Linked DNA regions of Sus scrofa: region 2 is linked to region 1. The links are chromatin contacts, called in public promoter capture Hi-C maps. All regions are on one chromosome and are shown on one strand. Each heading gives the region's core, a stretch centred on a gene start, on an enhancer-like site or on the middle of the called end of the contact. The rest is flanking DNA. Distances are from core to core; before and after follow the strand shown.

Evidence for each region. Promoter capture Hi-C pulls out the DNA fragments that hold promoters and counts their contacts.
Region 2: a contact with region 1 is called in a promoter capture Hi-C map of fetal liver, with 2.8 times the contacts expected there. The contact joins the enhancer-like site here to the promoter of PIP4K2C in region 1. A contact is called at or near these places in 1 of 5 promoter capture datasets (fetal liver) and 7 of 47 Hi-C or Micro-C datasets (embryonic fibroblasts, epiblast stem cells, fetal skeletal muscle and 4 more).

Annotation. Positions count from the first base shown.
Region 1 is chr5:22,850,319-22,857,589 of Sscrofa11.1, forward strand. PIP4K2C (phosphatidylinositol 5-phosphate 4-kinase type-2 gamma) reads left to right here and starts at 3,824. Exons shown (of 11, transcript XM_021091878.1): 1 at 3,824-4,266; 2 at 6,968-7,065. The coding sequence starts at 4,093. It also overlaps a transcript of KIF5A not described here.
Region 2 is chr5:23,180,857-23,188,127 of Sscrofa11.1, forward strand. All of the region lies in intron 1 of ATP23 (mitochondrial inner membrane protease ATP23 homolog), which reads left to right. Among named protein-coding and RNA genes, the nearest start is that of ATP23, 7.6 kb to the left of the region's middle. Within about 2 kb of position 3,770, at least 64 of the 83 cell types and tissues checked have an H3K27ac peak or open chromatin away from gene starts, as enhancers often do. A contact at or near this core is called in epiblast stem cells, fetal liver, fetal skeletal muscle and 4 more, where this site is marked.

The DNA.
Region 1 (7,271 bases), core at 2,574-5,073:
GTGTGCACCTCTGCCCTCCGAAGTCTGCCTTTTGCCTCCCTCCTCCCGTTCCCCCTGGACAACCCAGAACATGGATTACTTAAGGGACCACTTCCCTTTCTCCTCAAAACTCCTTTTAATATTTTCTACTGCAGTGCTCATGACCAGAACCCAGAGCTGCTTAAAATTATTTTGAAAAATTGAGGAGGCTGACCCATGTCTGGCAAAATGGTTGCTCATCTGTCCACAGTGATAGTTATAGCTAAGTATAAGCAAAATGATTGCTTCTTTGGCTTTGGGGGGTAAACAGGCTGGAAAATTCCTAAGTATTTTTTGCCACAGGGATGAGCTGGATTCCTTTCTCTGTTCCACACTGGGCTGCATGTCCTTCCCACTTCCAGCTTTTGGTTTGGGGGCTTCCAGTTCATTGGCAAAACAGGTATTTTGAAACACCTTCCTTTCAAGCTGAGCCTGACTTTTCCCCAATCTACACATTTTCCCCCACAAAGAATTCCTTCTATAATATCTCCATCTGGCATTAAGTGCACTTTAAAGGAAGGGGCAGGGCAGATTTTCCAGAGGTGGAGGAGCCCAAGGGCTTGAGTTGGGTGGCTCCCTGCCTCCCATGTAATTTATAGGACTATTGTTTTGGTTTCATATCCTTTCTTACCACATGGTGCTAAGGTGGCTTTCCAGGTAACTGCAGGGATGGAGAGTGGAGGTCACAAGCCAGCCCCAATGAAGAAGGAAAGTCTGGTGTCCAGAGAGTCAGCTTTATCCAGGATGGAAGAACAGGGCGGCAGGGCAACCTGTCACTTAGTTTCTAAGTCAGGAAAGAAAGCTCAGTGTGAGTGGCCAGCTGGTGAATACCGGCTGTATTGGCCCGTGATTCCTCCAAGAGAAAAAGTCCCCTCTCCCTTTACCTGTTGGGCCCCCGTCTTATATAAAAACTTGGTATTCTTATTCTTGAATAACTAAAAGTGATGCAGGCCTGGGCAGTTTGCATTTTTGTTATTTGGTGGAAAAGCTTCACTAGTTGAGGAGCCCTTGAACAGCCCTAAGAGGCCCCCAGGGGTCTGTAGAGTGGTTTGAAAACCACTGCTCCAAGGAAAAGGGTTCAAGCTGGCTCTCCTGCCCCAAGCCCACAACTCATATAGCAAAGGGAAAGGGTGGGGTAGGTGAGCCATGCTGTCTCCAGACCCAGGTGGAGAGGCAGGAAGACACTGGTGTACCTGCTGACTTGTGTTAATATTAGCCAGCAGGGCACCCAAGAATCCAACGGGCTTTCTGTAATCTTGCCACCAAATGATTCTTTTAAAACACATAAGAAAATGTGAAGGGTGTCGGACAGATGAGGAGAGAGGTGACAGTGGGAACAGCTTTCTCTTTAGCAAGATGTAAGGGAAATAGAATTCACTTACCGAAATAAGAAACAACACACACACAAAGCCTTCCCCAGAAGCTTCACTCTACATCCTCCTCCTCCCCTCCCTCCACCCCTCACCACATTCCTTTCGAAGAGCCAGGGTCACCAGAAGCAGTACCTGGCCTGCCCACTCACATCTGCCAAAATGTTGCATGCCAGCGTGGAAGACAAACCAAACCGCACAAACCCCAGTGTGTATTTACTTGATGTACATAGATACCTTTAAAATAAAATAAATTCAATGATGACTCTACGTTGTTGTAAATCTTTATCCCTTCCCTCCGTAATGGCATTATGACAGTGTGGTATATATCCTTTCTAGGTGTTCTTCCATATATTTACATGCAGGTTTTTCCCCACTTGACAATATATCCTAGAGATCTTTTCAGGTCAGTGTACACATTTACATCATGAAAAAAATATATACATATAATTTTTCATAAACTTATCCTATAATGTATTCAACCATTCCACTATTGGTGGACATTGATCTAGACTGTTTGTAATTTTTGACACAAAATGGTATCCTGTTCTCTTCGTTTCCCCCCAAGACTATCCCAAGTCCCTGCATCAGGTCCATCCCCCCTCTATAGTGCATCTCCATCCATTCCTTGCCAAGGGCTCAGTTCTCTTATCCCAAGATCTTTTACTGTAATCACCCTTCTAATCCCCAATTTAGAGCATACCCCTACCTGTCTTCTCTGCTCTTACCTCAAAGCTTCTGAGATGAGTGGAGAAAACCACACAACCCAAACATCAGGGCAATTAAGAACAAAGAGCCACAGAGCTTAACTGGATCCTCCGATCTGGTATAATGTTCCTTCTGTGTATACCTGCTGTTTCCTCCCCACCCCTCAGAGCAACTGGTCTAAACCCTCACTCCTCAAGATCCCTTCTCACACACTTCTCTTAGGCAACAATTCTCTTCTTTACAGGAGAAATGAAGATGATTGAGCATAAGATTCCTCATCCCCCCGCTACACACACACCTACACACTTACCTCTGTCTGCACAGATCCTTTCCTTTCTCCCTTCTGACAAGTGATAAATCTCCCTTTCCTGGACTAAATCAAGTCCCTTCTAGATCCTTCATTTTTGAGATACTTACACATATATATTCACCAATATATAAAACAACTAAAAGTGATGCCGACTTGGGCAGTTTGCATCTTCTTTGTTAACTTCTGTATCAACGATTTCTCCCTACCCCTTGGTAAGGTCTCCCTTAAAAGTGTGTTTTACAGCATGTTTCTCTATAAGCCACTCACTACCCACCTTGTTTTCTCACAACCCAACTTCCTAAAAAAGTCCCAAGCGCCTCCTCCCCACTTCTTTATCTCCCATTCATCCCTCAGCCCGCCTTGATCTGGCTCTGGCTCTACTGAAAATGTGTTCCAAAGGTCACTAGTTGCCAAAGACACTGGGCAGTTCTCCATCCTCGTCTTGCCTCACCTCTCCATGACATCTGACACTGCTCTCCATTCCTTCCTCTCTTGAAACTCAACTTCCTTAGCTTTTGTGACCCTGCTCTCCTGGCCCTTTTACTTCTCTGGCCACCCCTTTGCAGTCTTCTCCCTGGTTTATACCAGGGTTCAGCTCTTGGTCTCTCCTTGCTCTCCCTTGGGAGTTGTCATCCACACAGATTCGTGGACAATAATTAAGTCTGTATCTCCAGCCTAGACCATTCTGCTGAACACTAGGCCCATATGTCCAGCTGCCCTCAGGCACCTCAAACACATTCCAAATTGAACTAATGTTTTCACTAAAACTGCTCCTTTTCTTCACTGCCATCATTCTTCGCCTTTGCCAAAAGTCAGATTTCTTCTCAACATCTCCCTTTCCTGCAAATCCCAATCCACTAGGAATTTTCCAAATTGACATCAAACTATATACCTTTATATGCCATCCCCTTTTTCCCAACCCAATAGCCATTGTTTGTTTTATTTATTTAATGATTTTTATTTTTTCCATTATAGTTGGATCACAGTGTTGTGTCAATTTTCTACTGTACAGCAAAGTGACCCAGTTACACATACATATATACATTCGTTTTCTCACATTTTCCTCCATCATGCTCCATCATAAATGACTAGATATAGTTCCCAGTGCTATATAGCAAGATCTCATTGCTTATCCATTGCAAAGGCAATAGTTTGCATCCCAATAGCCACTGTTTTAGTTCCTCATCTGGTGCCTACACTGTTGCAATACTCTGGTCACCCTCCAGAGCGATGCTTGAGTGGTCCTTCTAAAAGCACAAAAACCACTTAGGGGATTCTCTTCGTAAAGTAATCCTTTCGGGTTAGCCTCAGGCGGTAGGTTATTCCCAGAAACTGGGCAAAACCGGAAGGCGGCGACTTTGCAGCAAAGAAGCCCTCGACTGGGCGGTTAATCAGGCTGGCCCAGACGGCATCCCCATCGCCTGGGTGACCGGCCTGGGCCTCCGCACTGCTAACAGCGATCAGGGTACCAGGTTTCCGCGCGCCTTCCCCGGCGCCAGGTGAGCCCACCTTCTGCGCAGGCGGGCGGGCGCCAGGAGGGCGGAGTCGGCCCGCCCCGCCCGGCTCGCGCGCCTGCGGGCCAGCCTCCGGTCACATGACAGAGGCGCAGGTGAGCGCCGCTTCCGGGGTCGGGCGCTCGCATCGCGACCGGCTCCGGCTTTCACTCGGTAGAGTGCGCCGGAGACTATGGCGTCCTCTTCAGTCCCGCCGGCCACTATACCGGCGGCGACAGCGGCCCCCGGCACGGGCTTTGGCTTCGCCTCCAAAACCAAGAAGAAACATTTCGTGCAGCAGAAGGTGAAGGTGTTCCGGGCGGCCGACCCGCTGGTGGGCGTGTTCCTGTGGGGTGTAGCCCACTCGGTGAGACTCGGCCCTGGCCCCACCGCTGCCCAGTCCGAACCCCTTAGCTCCTGCTCCTCCGGGCGTACCTGTTTCCTGGCTCCCGCCTCCGGAGCCCCTCGCGCTGCACGTTTTCCTCGGGCTGTTCTGGTCCTTGCCCACCTACCCTGAGGTGTTCTCCCAGCGTACCATTTCGCTCTAGACTTTTTTTTTTTCTTTTCCTGAACGTAGACTTTTGTCTCTCCCTGCGCCCTTTACTCCTCCGTTGAGGTTCTATCTTCCCCACCTGAAATCCAGCTCCCTGCCTTTTTCCTGCCAGTTACAGCCTCAGCCCCAGGTCAGGGCGACCGGCCTGGACCCGGCTGCATCCGGAAGGACTTTAGGGGGAGTAGCTCTTCTGGGTTGGTGGTGGTGAGGACGCCGGTGAGAGTGTGAATATAGAAGGGGAGCGGGGAGGGGAGCTGGTCGTGAGGGAGCTGGTCGTCACTCTCCTTTGCACCTTGCTTTCTGGGTCGCTGTCCTGGACTTTGGAACTTTGGCTTTGAGGAGAAGCCCCAGGCTTCCTGGACGTTCTAATCCTGCATGTCCCATACCTTCCCTTACAGAGGTACAGGCATTTCAGAAAAGCTACTGCCCTGAACCCAGGGGTGGCATTGACTGGGGACTTAATATATATTTGCTTTTAAGGCTTTGGTCTTAAAGGCAATCCATTGCGGGCTGGAGTAATGGTATTTGGTGTAAGTGGGGGTCATCTTTGACCAAAGAGATGGCTCAGGAGCTCTGGTCCTGGGGATACTATGGTGGTAAAACTTTAGAAGCAGGAAACTGCTGTAGATGGTATGGCCTGGGAATCAGGAGGAGGCCCAAGAGGCCAGTGCATCTTCTTTCCTGACTATACCTCAGGTGAGGCAAGCACAGCTACTGCCCCCCCCCCTTCCCCCAGATCTAGAGTTCAAGAGATGCGGTGACTTTGAATGTGACAGGCGATATTTTAAAAATTCAACTTCATTGAAATGTCATAGTCATGGAGGTGGAAGAGGATGAGGAAGAATACAGTTTTTGTCCCGTTCTTAATTTGTGGTTTAGAAAGCCATTTGGGGTCTGCCAGCTCCCTTTTGGATTTGTGGCTCTGTGGACTGCTCCCAGCTCTCCAGGTGGTAATGTCTTATCAGGGAAGATTCAGCCTAAGATTCTTGGTAAGGGCAAGGCTGATGGAAGCAGGGCTGCCTCTCTTCCATACCTTTCAGGTGACTCATCCATCCATCCCTTTAGGAAGCTTAAGAGGAGGATTTTCTTTCCTTTGGTAAGAATTGGGGAATTATGGATAAGACCTGCCTCATCTTCCCTAGGTATATATACTTTAGCCCCAACACCCCACCCTCCAGCCAGCACACATTTCCTTGAACATATGTCTTAGTGATGATTCAGCCTGCTTAACAGCAGGTGGCGAGGAGGGGGCATGAAGAACTGTAGCTGAATTTCATGCTGGGAATCTCTAGTGGCATTTTCTTTTCTTTTTTTTTTTTTTTTTTTCCTGGAGGAAAATGTTCTGTCCTCCTTTTCTGCTGAAAATGAGAGGAGCTGGATTTCACTGCAGTGTATGGGATTGAGGCTAGACCACATTTCATAACCTCTGTCGAATGATCAACTAGAGATAAAAATAAGTAACAACAACAACAAAAGCAGCCCCCCCCAAACAAAAACAAAAACAAAAAATGATCAAGTAAGGACAGGCAAGGAATCAATTTATTCAGTTACTAAACACTTCAGGACCGCTCTGTGCCAAACATGGTGCTAGCTAGGCACCTGAGAGATGCAGACCACCAGAAATGGTCCTTGCCTTGGAAGGGCTCACAGCCCAGGTGGGGAACTTATGTAAACTAGTGGTTAGCGTCATGTGATAAGTGGACTGTTAAGGGTGCAAGAAAGATGCTGCAGCAACACTGGGGAGAAAGCACATCTCTGGATTTCTCAGTGCAGGAACTCCCTTTCCACCCTGAATTAGCAGACTGCTGATTCTGGGGGCTGAGGAGAGCATGTGATGTTCGCATCCTTTGGGCTGTGGGTTGTCTTGACTTTAGTGAACAGACACGTAATGAGCTCATATCCTCCACCGGCCTGCATTCCCTCTGAAATTAGCTGCTTTTTTTCTTTTCTTTTTTTTTAAACTTACACTTAGGCAGGCGAGGACCCACTGCAGAAAACTGGGTCAGAGTGCTCTGGAAGGACTGCTCCTGTTTGTAAGAGATGCCTCCTTCAGGATATGGACCTCTCATTCTTGCCGCTGTTGACCCCTCAGAGTCCCATCAGCTCTCTTTGTACTTTGAAAACACCTTTTGTTTTGTTTCCAGTGGAGCATGGAACTGTTTGCCTTGAATGTCTTGAGTCTGCTGAGGGTATTTTTTTCTCTAGAATTTCTCACAGCTTTAAAAATAGTGCTGAGCTTACAGAGTTTGACTAATATAAAAGGATTGTTGTGAGCATGAAGTTCCATGGGGGCAGGAGTGTGAGGGACCGTGTGCGAGGGTTGCTAACTGCAGGCCTCGTTGGACTGCAGAAGAGATCAAACACAAACTCTCACCTCCATCAAACATATGCATAACCAGCGTTTTTAAAGGAATGAGGTTTGAGTTGTCCTTTTCTGACTCTTGCTCAGATGCAGTGTATAAGTAGCTCTCCAAACCCCTCTCACTGCCTTCTTGTTCTTGTTTTGGCTTCTCAGATCAATGAGCTCAGTCAGGTGCCTCCCCCGGTGATGCTGCTGCCAGATGACTTTAAGGCCAGCTCTAAGATCAAGGTCAACAATCACCTTTTCCACAGGTATGTGGGAATCCCTGCCCTTTTCATGTCAACCTTCCTAGAAGAAAGAAGAAATAATTGTAACAGTTAAGATTGAAAGAGTTGAAGTTTTTAGATAAAGAAGGCAACTTGCAGGCTGTATGGTCTAACCTTCTTCCCAATGCAGAAATTCAGTATTTTGCAAAGAAACCACTAAAATAATTTCCAGTGTTCCTTTTGCCCTATCT
Region 2 (7,271 bases), core at 2,520-5,019, 330 kb after region 1:
TGGATGTGAATTTCTCTTCTCAGAGACCTTCTGGGTCATTTAGGAAGAGAGGCTTTCTGTGGTCTCATCAGCTCAGCTTGCTGCCTCCGGGGTGTCTAGATTCATGAGGAAGAGAACTTTTTTTTTTTTTTTTTTTTTTTTTTGAGAGATGAAGATGGAGCTAGAACCAAAGCCAAGCCCGGAACATGTCTTGAGCTTTCAAAACATCCTTCTTTTTAAAATCGTCTGAAGGCAGCGGTCTGGGGCTGTGACTGTCTCTGATGTGACTGTCTCTGATGTGACTGTTTCTGATGCTTTTGGACCTCTAAGACAAAGCCTGAGGCCAACGAGAGGGTCTGGCTGCTCCCACCCAGAGACCCCAGAGAAACCTGGCATGGACGGCAAGCCTTATGTTTTTGGGGATACTTGGAGATTCCCTGACCAGGTCCCGGGCTGAGCGTGGGCTGGGGATGGAGCCCTGCCTGGAATTACTGATGCATCCTGAGATCTTGGGACCAGCCTGCGGGGTGGTGGTGGGGCCGGCCGAGGACACTTCCCTCTGGTCCTCTCCAGCCTTGGCCCAGAGAACCAAGGCTTGGGGCTTGTCTGGCTGGACCCCATTTTGGTCCTCGCCCAGCATCCCTTCGTCAGCTGGGTCCTGGGGAAAAGAGCCTGGCTTGGCTCTCACTGGAGCAGTCTTGCCAAATGTGTTAGTTGCTGCTAAAAGCTTGTAAACAGGGGGTGCAGGATGTGGAGGGCCCTGCGCTGGCCCAAGGATATGCTGTTTAGAAGTTCCAGAACTTCCCTGCAGGTTGGGAGGGAGGAATGTCCCTGCAGAATGGCAGGCAAGCCTTCCTGGGGCCCAGCCAGCTTTCCCTCTGGCGGGCCCCTCTGCTCTGGGGGAGCTGTGTGTTCCCTTCTACTCCAGCAGCTTGGGAAAGACCAGAGGCCCTTTCAGGGAAAGGAGAAAGAGAGAAAACAGGCCTGAAAACGCTGTAGTGAAAGCCTCATTCTGAGTTTCAGCTGTGGACCCAGACCCGGAGCACAGATGCATTTTCAACTCCCTATGAGAATGTGGAGGCTTCTAAAATAGGTTATTTGGGGGGAACTGTAGAGCCTCAGCACTGTGGTGCTAGCAGGATCTCCAAGACCAGTTAGTAAGCCCCCTCATTTTGCTGGGAGGCTAATTTGAAACAGAATGGAATTTGGCAGGGGCTGGGATGGCGTTTTTCTTCTGAGGCCCCTTTTCCTGAAAGAGACAGTGTCCGAGATGAGCTGATTTCACTCCTTCACTCAATGCCCTCCTTAGTGCATCTGAAACACACACACACACACACACACACACACACACACACACACACGCAAGTCCAGATCTGGCTTCTGTGAAAGTAACCAGAGTTTGTGGCTTCCAGGGTGTTTTCAGTTTGGAGCCATCATTTCTGTTTGTCCATTAAAAATGTTTGTTCACTACAGGCTTCTTGCCAGATCGCCCTTTGCACGTTATTGGACTGTGCTTGTGAATGGCCGAGGGAGACCAGAAACCCAACTTAGAAAGACTGGAATAAGGCAGCAGCTGCGGTAGTCTGGGGAGGAGGGGGGATGGAGGGTGACAGGCCTGTGGTTAAGCGTGGCTGTCTGAGTACCCTCAATGAGGAGCCTTACAGCCACAGGAGAGGCCTTGGCGAGGCATCTGTGCAGGGTGGATGTAGAGAGGCTGCCTTGGGAAGAGGGCACCTGGATGCCTCAGGAAGAACCAGCAGGCCCCTGGCCCATGAAGCTTAGGAAAGAGGAGATCTGGGAAGCAGCAGCCAGGCATATCAGAAAAAGAGGAAAGAGGAAGTTCACAGTGTGACAGAGCAGAAACGAATCCAACTAGTATCCATCCATGAGGATGCATGTTCGATCCCTGGCCTCACTCAGTGGGTCAGGGATCCGGCGTTGCTATGAGCTGTGGTGTAGGTCGCAGACGAGGCTCAGATCCCACGTTGCTGTGGCTGTGGTGTAGGTGGGCAGCTGATTCTCCGATTTGACCCCTAGCCTGGGAACTTCCACATGCCTCCAGTGCAGCCTTAAAAAGGAAAAAAAAAAAAAAAAGAGCAAAGGAAGAGAGAAAGCAAGGGGCACAGGGCACAGAGTGAGGTGGAGCCTGAACTGAATTATAAGTTTGGGGAGGGGCCCTGGAGGCTGCCAACTTTGATCTCACTTTCTGGACGGGCCTTTGGGTTATTTCTTACACCGACAACCCAATCACCAGAGAGCATCGCCTTCTGATAGCAGAAGCTCTTGGCAGACAGACAACACATATGCAGCTGGAATTGGGGGCAACATGTGCTGGGTGTGGGCTGGGGAGGGGACATACACACGTTGTTGGAGGAGAGGGAAGTGTTTCACAGGCTTCTGTCCTGGGAGGCAGAGTGGGGAGCAGAATGTCAGGGCTCAGGGCAGGGGTGCTGTCTATCCTGTTCCCACTGTCCCCTCATTGCCCAGCTCAGGGCCAGGCACACAGAAGGCGCTTGCTGAATAACAATGAAGCTGGTATTTGTCTGAACGCATGGAGTTCTACTCTCTTGAATTCCTATGCTAACCTCTAGTTTTCTTCTTCAGGGTTTAAAGAATGATGGAGAATATTTGCCTAACCTGAGCTTTCTCCTTCAGGAACGATCTTACCCTTGATGTGGCAGAGGGCATGGAGGCCCTGTTCAGGGAAAACCATCTCAGCATAAAGACCCTCCATCTGGGGAGGGAAGGGAGGTGGGAGGAGGGCCAGAATGACCTCTCAGGGTCCAGCTGGCTCTGCCAGTATGCAGAGGGTGGACTGAAATTCACCAAGCTGTGCTGGTGATGGCCAAGGTCACTGCAAGATGATGCATTAGCAACTTCGTTAATTGCATCATGTTTTTTTCCTCCCTGTGACACTGCTGGGCTTATGCCTCATCCCCAGCAGATGACCAATGGAGGAAAAGCAAATGGAATTCAAACCTTTTTGACAAGACTTAACTCCTGGAAGTGGTTACTCTGAGGAGCAGTGGGTTTCCTTCCTTGGACAATTTCAGGGCCCATCACTGTGCTTTATGCAAAGCACAACCTACTGAGGGAGATCTGTCCTCCCCTCCTTGCTTTGCGCCCCGAGAAAGTCCCCCCCCCCCCAGCTTCTCCTGGGCTTGGTTTTAGAAGTGATGGCTAATCCTCTCCCCTGCAAGCACTTCCTGGAAGGGCTTGGTATAGGATGTCTCCAGAGACAGTGGGGTGTTGAGAAGATCTCTTCAGGCTTTGCCCACTCCCCAGTTTCTGCATCTCAGGAGAACCTAAGCATTTCCTTTCCTTCAGAAGTTGTCAGAGTTAACTCCGAGTAGGCGTGGGTTCCTTGTAGTTACACCACCCTCTAATATTTAAAAGATCTGTGCTGGTTCTTAGGGCCTGCGAATCATGTATTTATTTTCCTTGGCTCTGGCTGGAAAGGACAGACATCGCTTTTTTTTTTTTTTCTTTCCCTGAAAGCTAGGTCCTCTGGGCTAAACACAACCGCCTCTCAGCTCTAGAAATGGCTGATTTTCATCATGCCCTTTACCGACCAAATTATTTCTTAAATTGCTCTCCCTCCTGCTGGGTGTTCAGGACACAGGAGCCAGTCTGGAGGGGCCCCTGGCTTTTCTTCCCCGCCCCGCGGAGGACTTGGAGGAAAGCCTCAGTTTCTCCTTTGGCCCGAAGGGGGCAGGCGGCAGGGGAGGGGATGCTCCGGCCGCGCTCTTGAACGTGACCCACCGCTAGACCGCTGGGGAGCAAACCACCGCGCCCCGCGGCTGAACGCCGCCCTCCGCTGGCGTCTGGGGCCACCGGGAGGCGCCGCAGGAATGAGGCACCGTGGACCGAGGCCTTTTCGGTGTTCGCCGCGCTCCTGCCCCACAAGGCTCCCGCGCTCGCGGAGGGGAGGCTCGGGGCACCCCCGGTCCCCCTCCCCTGCAGCCCAGCCCGGCTGCCGGGGCCCCTCTGGGAAGGGCTGGAGGCGACGCGAGGAGGGGGCCGGGGGAGGAGGGAGCGTTCCTGCAAATCACATGATTTTCCCGCTTATATAAATCACAGCTTGTTTTTCTCAACTGGCTGCAGACTTAAAGGTGCAGTGTCTTCTTTCTCTCCCAAGGGCAGGGGTGCTCCGGGGTGCTTCGGACGGCCCTCCAGCTGGCTGCAGGTGGCTTCACCAGTGAGAATGTTAGGGCTTAGGGTTTAGGGAGCCCCCCAACTCCACCCCATACTCGAGGATGTTTCCTTTTAGCCGGAGACCAGGGAAGGTCTTGGAAATATGACCACCAAATGAGCAGACAGAGCCAACCTGGGTTGGCGGTGTCCCTCAGACCTCTCTGGAGACCGGGTGCCCCAGAGAATGGCTGATGCCCTCCGGGGGACCCTGATCTGAGGGCTCAGGATGAGGTTGTCCTGTGGGAGATCTGTAGTGGCCAAAATCAGGCTTCCAAGGCTAATGCTTGTTATCCTGACCAGCTCTGGTTATTTGAGGCCAACATACGTGGGAAGAAAAAGGAAATCAACATCCGTGTTTTAAGCTCCTACTATCTAAGTATTGGGCACTGCAGGGAGAAATCAAGACCCAATAGACAATCTTCCCCTTCAAGTGGTTTATACTGTTTGGGGTGATGAGATACAGACTTGGGAGAGATTACAATAGCACTAGTGCGTTTCAAGCCTGTTCCAGGCTAAACAGAAGAGTTACAAGGCAGTACATAATTACTGCCTGATGAACAGTATGGGTAATGAGTCCTGCAGGCTTTGAAGGGAGGGCTGGCAGGCCTGGGCTGAGAGGTGGCAGGAGGGAGGAGGGGACAGCCTCCTGGGGGCCCTGGGAGCCACAGGTGGGGAGGAGAGCGGAGGAAAGGAGCTTGGTAGGGGGAGGGGTGTGTGCAGCCAGCAATTCTTTGCTAAACAGGAACTGAGAAATGGAGAATGAGGCGAAGACTGGCAGCCACGGGGCCAGATGCAGGCTGTCTAGAGAGAGGGCAGGGCTGAGGGCCAGTTTGATTTGATGAAGGCAGCCTGCCATCCAGTGAAGGTGCAGGGCAGGTACATGGAGTGATGTATCTGGCAGTTGTGTATATAGGTGGCTGGAGGTTTTTGCAGGGACCAGGCAGATAGAAGTTTCGTGGTGCTAGGATGTGAAGAGAACAAGTAGAAACGAAAAGTGAGAGATGAGAGATGCCGAAGAAAGAATTGAGATCATTGAGTGATTATATGTATATGGATAAGGGGAGATATAACCAAAAGTGATGGTGATTTTGAGCTTGGGAGGCCAGGAGGCGGGGCTTGTGAGTGATGAGGTGAAGAGGTTCTTTTAGAGATACTGTGTAAGGACAGCGGGATCCTAACTGGAGATTGTCCAGGGGGCTAGAAATTGGAACAGAGGATCTGCACGGAGGGAATAACGCAAGGGCTGAAAGAGACACCACAGATTTTTTTTTCTTAACTTAAAAAAATTTATTAAAGTACAGTGGATTTACAATGTTGTGCCAGTTTCTGCTGTACAGCAAAGCGACCCGGTCATACCTATATATACATTCCCTTTATCATCTCCCATCATGGTTTATCCTAAGAGACTGGATATAACTAACTCCCTGTGCTATACAGTAGGACCACATTGCTTATCCATTCTAAATGTAATAGTTTGCACCTACTAACCCCAGACTCCCAATCCATCCCACTCCCTCCTTTCTCCCCCTTGGCAACCCACCAGTCTGTTCTCCATGTCTGTGAGTCTGTTTCTGTTTTGCAGATAGGTTCGTTTGTGCCACATTTTAGATTCCACATGTAAGTGATATCATATGGTGTTTGTCTTTCTCTTTCTGACTTACTTCACTTAGTGTGAGAATCTCTAGTTTCACCCATGTTGCTGCAAATGGTGTTATTTCATCCTTTTTTATGGCTGAGTGGTATTCCACTGTGTATACGTACCACATCTTAATCTATTCATCTGTTGATGGACATTTAGGTTGCTTCCATACTTTGGCTATTGTGAATAGTGCTGCTATGAACATGTGTGTGCCTGTATGTTTTTGAACTATAGCTTTGTTGAGACATATGCCCAGGAGTGGGATTGTGGGGTCATATGGTAGTTCTATATTTAGTTTTCTGAGGAACTTCCATACTGTTTCCCATAGTGGTTGTACCAATTTACATTCCAACGAACAGTGTAGGAGGGCTCTTCCTTTTCTCCACATCCTCTCCAGCATTTGTCATTTGCAGACCTATTAATGATGGCCATTCTGACTGATGTGCGGTGGTACCTCATTGTAGTTTTGATTTGCATTTCTCTAATAATTAGTGATGTTGAACATTTTTTCATGTGCCTACTGGCCATCTGTATGTCTTCTTTGGAGAAATGTCTATTAGATCTTCTGCCCATTTTTTGATTAGGTTGTTTGTTTTTTGTTGTTGAGTTGTATAAGTTGGGTTTATATGTTTTAGAGATTAAGCCCTTGTTGGTTGCATCATTTGCAACTGATTTTCTTCCATTCTGTAGGTTGTAGTTTCATTTTAAAAAACTGGTTTCCTTTGCTGTGCAAAAGCTTTTAAGTTTGAATAGGTCTCATTTGTTTACTTTTGATTTTATTTCTGTTGCCTTGGGAGACTGACCTAAGAAAATATTGGTACGTTTATGTCAGAGAATGTTTTGCCTATGTTTTCTTCTAGGAATTTTATGGTGTCTTGTCTTATGCTTAAGTCTTTAAGCTGTTTTGAGTTTATTTTTGTGTATGCTGAGTTCTAGTTTCATTGATTTACATGCAGCTGTCAGGTTTTCCCAGCATCAATTGCTGAAAATACTGTCTTTTTCCCATTTTGTATTCTTGCCTCCTTCGTCAAAGATTAATTGACCATGGGTGTCTGGGTTTTTTCTGGGCTCTCTATTCTGTTCCATTGATCTGAATGTCCGTTTTTGTGTGAGTACCACACTGTCTTGATTACTGTAGCTTTGTAATATTGTCGGAAGTCTGGCAGAGTTGGGCCTCTTGTTTTTTTTTTTTTTTTTTTTTTTTTTTTTCTTCAGGATTGTTTTAGCAATTCTGGGTCTTTTATGGTAGAGACACCACAGATTTTCTTTTGGCTGCACCCTCGTCATGCTGAAGTTCTCCGGCCAGGGATTGACTCCGTACCACAGCAATAACCAGAGCCTCAGTGGTGACAATGCCAGGTCCTCAACTCACTGAGCCACCAGGGAACTCCAAGACAACACAGATTTTTAAAGGGAGATAACAGAAAGGGAGAGAGAGACCTAGAGCCTGGGAACACCC